Linked DNA regions of Mus musculus: region 1 is linked to region 2. The links are chromatin contacts, called in public promoter capture Hi-C maps. All regions are on one chromosome and are shown on one strand. Each heading gives the region's core, a stretch centred on a gene start, on an enhancer-like site or on the middle of the called end of the contact. The rest is flanking DNA. Distances are from core to core; before and after follow the strand shown. Region 1 overlaps Grk5 (G protein-coupled receptor kinase 5). Region 2 holds the start of Cacul1 (CDK2 associated, cullin domain 1).

What was found. Promoter capture Hi-C pulls out the DNA fragments that hold promoters and counts their contacts.
Region 1: a promoter capture Hi-C map of pre-B cells shows a contact between it and region 2, with 3 times the contacts expected there. The contact joins the enhancer-like site here to the promoter of Cacul1 in region 2. A contact is called at or near these places in 2 of 39 promoter capture datasets (hippocampal neurons and pre-B cells), 2 of 484 Hi-C or Micro-C datasets (large pre-B cells and muscle stem cells) and 4 of 115 datasets of contacts at active chromatin or transcription factors (embryonic limb bud and embryonic stem cells).

What each region holds. Positions count from the first base shown.
Region 1 is chr19:61,083,341-61,086,040 of GRCm38.p6, forward strand. All of the region lies in intron 12 of Grk5 (G protein-coupled receptor kinase 5), which reads left to right. It also overlaps a transcript of Zfp950 not described here. Among named protein-coding and RNA genes, the nearest start is that of Zfp950, 56 kb to the right of the region's middle. Within about 2 kb of position 1,366, at least 120 of the 459 cell types and tissues checked have an H3K27ac peak or open chromatin away from gene starts, as enhancers often do. A contact at or near this core is called in muscle stem cells and pre-B cells, where this site is marked.
Region 2 is chr19:60,579,707-60,582,492 of GRCm38.p6, forward strand. It overlaps Cacul1 (CDK2 associated, cullin domain 1), which reads right to left and starts at 1,317. Exons shown (of 9, transcript NM_030197.2): 1 at 622-1,317. The coding sequence starts at 1,012.

The DNA.
Region 1 (2,700 bases), core at 116-2,615, 500 kb after region 2:
ACCTGCATATTGGACAGGATACCCTGTGAATCAAGGAATATGGGTTGACGTGAACACCCATGAGTGTGTGTAGCTTTGTAGAAAAGTCAGCAAAGCATAAAGATGATAGCCCAAGTTGGTTCACAGGCAAGTTCCTGCCCTTGAACTTGGCCTCCTATTCCCTCCACTCTGGATTCTAGACACGGGGGACTGAGGACAAGGACTGCAAGAGAGGTGTTAAAGTCCTTGGAGTTGTTGAACATATTCTCAGTGTTCCATTCACTGTGTAGAACGGTGGTCCCAGCTCAAGTTCTGTATGGCAGCATGTGTGGATGGGCAGGACCTTCAAGTGAAGAGATTAGAGTGACTGGAGTGTGTTGGGGCCAGGTGTGGATACTGGACAGCTAAAGAGGAAGGAGTGATAGGGGCTGTAAGGTTCCCTCAGCCAAGGTGGACACTGTTCCATAGCTGGTCCTTAGGCCCTTCCTTGGGTTTGGTATGGAGTCAGCTACTTCCTGCTCTTGCCTGGCTCTCAGTCTCCTAAGACTCACCACAGGAAGATGCCCTCTGATGCTTTCTGTCCTCAAGTGCCTAGATACACACACTTGTAAGCCAATGTGGCAAAGTACCTTCCTCTGGAGCCATACTACACCCTGAGCAGCAAAGAAGAGAGCAGAGAGCAGAGGCCTGAAAGGGGCCTCTCCTCTCATTCCTGAGTCCCCAAGTAGCCCTGGGAAGGTTCAAGGGAACACATACCAGTAGCTCAGGGTAGAGCTTAGAGAAGACCAAGACTAGAAACTTGAAGTAACTAAGCTTCTACATTCAGAGGACCAGGGATCCCTGGGGGCTTGGCTACTTCAACCACCCCTGCTTGGCCACTTCTGTGTATAGAGCTGTGGTAAGGATGTGGGGCTGGATCTGCCCTCTGATCATATCTAAAAGAGGAAGTGTTCCTCTGCTACTGACATGTGTCAAAGACATGATGAAGAAGGTATGTAACATGTAGACCACAACCCCACAACCTGTTAACCAGTCTCAAAGAAGCACTGTCACAGCGGTGCAGTCGGGATGAGGTAGTGGAGAGATAGACAGCAGGGGTTAGGGATGTGGAGAGATGGCTGCCAGTGGTACTTGTTATGTCATGGTCAGCTGTCTGCGTGATGTAACAAGACTATAAGAGGCATCACATTCTTAGGTCAGGAGTCCCAAAAAGCCTGTCTCAAGAAACATCAATAGGGACATGGACATACTGAGAGAATGGAGCAAACATGATCTCTGCTTCTAACCACTACCACTATCACCACCTCTCCACTTCCCCACAAACCTCCATTTCAACCTCAGGTTTTGTGAGCTGAAGCTCTTGCTGTAACCAGGACCAAAGCTGTCCCTCTCCTGCCCCCTTGTGGCCACCGAGGGAAATGTGTTGGCTGAAAAGTGCCAAATGATTGTACACATGAAAGTACCTCCAGAAACCTCAAGCCTTGCTCTGTCTTCTCTTGGGGTCTTGGATTCTGGTCTGGACTTTGTAAGCCACAGCATCTCAGTCTGGCCACTCTGCTCTTATCCCTTTAGCAGGTGCTGACTCAGGCTACTGCAATACCTGACCTATAAACCATAGAGGCAGCTACACAATCAGCAGGGAAGTTGTTCTCCATTCCATCTTGGCAGCCATGCCCCTTGAGAGAGATGTCCACACACCCAGCTTTCCTGTCCCTTGGATCTAATGCTGAATCTGAGGCTCCTGCTGTGCCCCATCGCTGTAGCTTCTCCACACTCCCTTGAGTCCTTCACCATTTGACTCTCCCAGTCATTCCAGATCATATGTGGTCCCCCACATACAGGGAACTTACTCTGTCTTCTCCCACTGCACCCACACCTTCTCTCTTGATAATGTACGCCTGATACCATCCCTGACACCATATAGGTGGGTGTTCTATTCCACCTGTGTGGTATATTTTAGAAATAGACAAATACTAACTTAATAACCAAGCTTTTCAGATGAAGATATTTTATCCTAAAACCCTGATTTTCTATCACTTCTTTTGGAAAGCAGAAGTGTCGTTTACATACCATTCCTTCCTGGTAGAAGCTGATAAGCAACCCAGCCCTACCTCATCCTTTTTTTTTTCATCTTCTTATCCTTGATGATCCGGCCATCTGCCAGCACAGTAGACTCTAGGGGGCTGCATTAACAGGCTCAGCTACTGCACATTCTTGCTTCTTTGGTGTTTCTTGGAATGGATGGAGCATGGCCCAGTTACTTATGTCTAGAATAGAGAAACTTGGGGCCAGAGAGATGGCTCAGCAGGTAAAGCATTTTTTAATGCAATCCTGGTGATCTGAGTTCAAGTCCTGGAACCTCTGTGACAGGTAGAGGGACAAAGCTGACTCTACAAAGTTGTCCTCTGATCTCCATACAAATGCTGTGGCACATACATCGACACACAATAAGTGAACAATATAAAAAATACAATAAAATAGAAAAGAGAAGCCCAGAGGGTAGGCTCTAACCTGAGCCACCAGCCTGAGAGTATACACAGGGCAACTGAAAGCATGACAAAGATATGATCTGATCCTGTCCTTGCTGATGCTTCAGTTCTTCTAACTGGGGAGACATCCTCCTCCAGACTGAGTTTTAGGGGGTGGCACTGGGGAGGCTAGAGCTACAGTCACAGATGTTCCTTTGTCCTTCTGGCCTATGGGCAGATGGAAAGGCCCAGT
Region 2 (2,786 bases), core at 67-2,566:
AAAGTTCAACCTGCGGTAGGATCCTGGTTACAGTCACTTGCTGAACCGCTTCTCTGGAACGTGATTTTACACATCAACTTCAAAGACTTGTAGCAGTTCCCACTACATAGTAGAAGTAACTAAGAATTCCCTGACAGGATGCAAAAACTCACAGAGAACAAAGAGTTGCTAGAGACCAACGTTCAGAAGCCCGATTTGCTAAAAGTACAGCGGCAAAGAATACAAGAACACATTTCTTTGCTCTCTGGTTGAAAAAAAAAGACGAAAGGCCTCTAACGAAATTCAAGACCGCCTTACTTTTCCCTCTCGCTCTGTAAGGTGAAACTTTGAAGGGGACACCCTAGAGAAGAGCTTACTAATGTTGAGAGATGATCAGGAGTATTAAAGATCTTTTCTAAAGCATAAGCTGAGGCTGCGCAGGTGTAACAGGCAACACTGGCTGGCTGGCCGGATACTGGCCGCAGACACCGAATCAGGGTGGGAGGGTTAAGAGAAGGAAAGAGAACTAAGCCTGGAACAAAGGAAGTGGAGTTACTCTCAGGGCGGGGGGATTCCACGAGCTGGTGTGGAGAAGCCTGGCTGGGGGGTGGGGGTGGGGTCGTGGAGGAGGGACAGACTCACGGAACTTGGAGGTGGAGGTGTTGATGTTGATAGTGGAGCTGGAGGTGGGGGCAGGGGCCGTCTTGGCCACCGCGGCGGCTGCGTCGCAGCTCTTCAACATCATGATCACCCCGTTTGGTTCCGGCAAGGGCGGAGGCCCCATCGGGAGCCCTTCCTTAGGACCCTTCCTCTCCATGGAGCCCGCGTGCACAGCCAGCAGCTGTCCCCCCGGGAGTTCTCGGCCTGGATCCGGGATGGACGACGAGGGCCGCGGCGGCGGCGGCGGGGGCAGCGGCGGGGCCGGCGGAGGCTGGCGGAAACTGTCCGCGGCGGCCTCCCAGTTGTTGTGATTCTGGTCGTCCATCATTGCCTCGTAGGTGAGCATTTCCTCCTCCTCCATGCTCTCCTCCATCCCGCCGGGCCGCGGCTTCCCAGGCACCTGCCCGCCCACCTCAGCCCCCGGGCCTGGGAGCGCAGAAGCCGCCTCGAGTTCACATCGCCCGGAGCCCTCGCGGGTGCGGCGGAAAATCCAGTGGCGCACCGAGCGCTTTCGCCCTCCGTCAAGACGACTCCGCCGGAGGAACCGCTGACTGAGGTGGGCACTCCCGGGGTCTGGTTCTGAGAGGCAGCCGCAAAGGGCTGACGTCCCTCACGACATTTTACAGCAGTTTCTTCTGGCCTTTGGAAAGGGCTCTGGGGGAGCGGCCAGGAAGGCACGTGATGCGAGGGACGGCCTGGAGAAAGCTGGGCGAAAAGGGGGCGGGAGCTATGAGTCACCTCAAGGCGAATGCACCCAGCGGCGCGATTCCCTCTCCCTCCCCTCCCCACTCCCCCCTCCCCATCAGTTTAGACCAGGTGTCCAGACCCGGATTCGCTGGCCCCGCCCCCGGCCGACATTACGTGATAAAGGACTTTGGTCTGCGCACGCGCATTCTCTAACTTGTTGCCACAACTAGTCTGGGTGTGCCCGAGAGTGGACCCAAAAACGGCGCACCAACGCTCTTATGTTTAACAGCCCCCTTCCCTTTTCTTTTTTAGTCTTTTCGTCTTTTCTTTTTTCTTTTTGTACTCCAAACTGGGCTCCAACTAACTCCAAGCAGTCCTCTTTCCTCAGCCTTCTGAGTGTCCCTTCATACCCCATGCTGGCTAACCTTTCCATAGTGAGGGTCCCCCACCGACACAGGCTTTTTGCCACCCAGACCTTGACCTCGCAGCCTGAGCCTTTGCTTGGGGAATGAAAGGACAGTGTGGCAGTAGGCCCTGGGTACAGACTCCAAAGGGTAGACTGTTGGTGTGTGCCGTTTTTTAGCCCTAGGTATCCCAAACTAAGAAGGACAGAATATTGATTCAGAAATTGCACAATATACATTCCTTCCCAGAGTATGTGAAACATTTACAAAAGATAAACATACTGTGTCTCTAAGCAAGTGTCTCTGCATGTCTGAGGACTGACATAACCACATTCTCTGACCACTGTGCAGTTAGAAACTATTAGGGTTCTCTAGAGTCACAGAACTTATGGAATGTCTCTATGTATTAAGAGAAATTATTGGGATGAATGACAGTCTGCAGTCCAGCTAACTTAGCAATGGCCAGCTGTGATGGGGAGCTCTAAGAATCTAAGTAGTTGCTCAATCCCACCAGGCTAAGTCAGCTGGTCTTCTGTATAAACTAGAATCCTGAAGAAATAGGTTCCAACAGATGTGTTGGCAAGTGCAAGCAGGCAAAGAATGAATGCTTTTTCCATTGTCCTTATGTAGACCTCCAGCAGAAGGTGCGGCCCAGATTAAAGATGTGTACCACCATGCCTGGACCTAAGCTTTTGTTTAATGGAACTTGCTCTGTCTCAGGCTGGGCTTGAACTCAGAGATATGCTTGCCTCTGTCTCCTGGGATTAAATGTGTATACCATCTTGTCTGGGCCTAAGCTTTTCCTGGGCACTGTGCCTCAAGTTCTAGATCAAAAGTGTGTGTCATCCCATGTCAAGACCTGGGTGTCTTCCAGCTTCAAGATCGGGATTGCAGGTGTTCCCTCCATTTCTGGATTGTAGTTCATTCCAGGTGTAGTCAAATTGACAAACCAGAAATAGCCATCACAGAAACCATTAACTGAAGGATAACTGGTAAGTCCCCACTGTGTTAATCTTTTATCAACTCATCAATCTGAAAGTGACTATGAAAACTTTT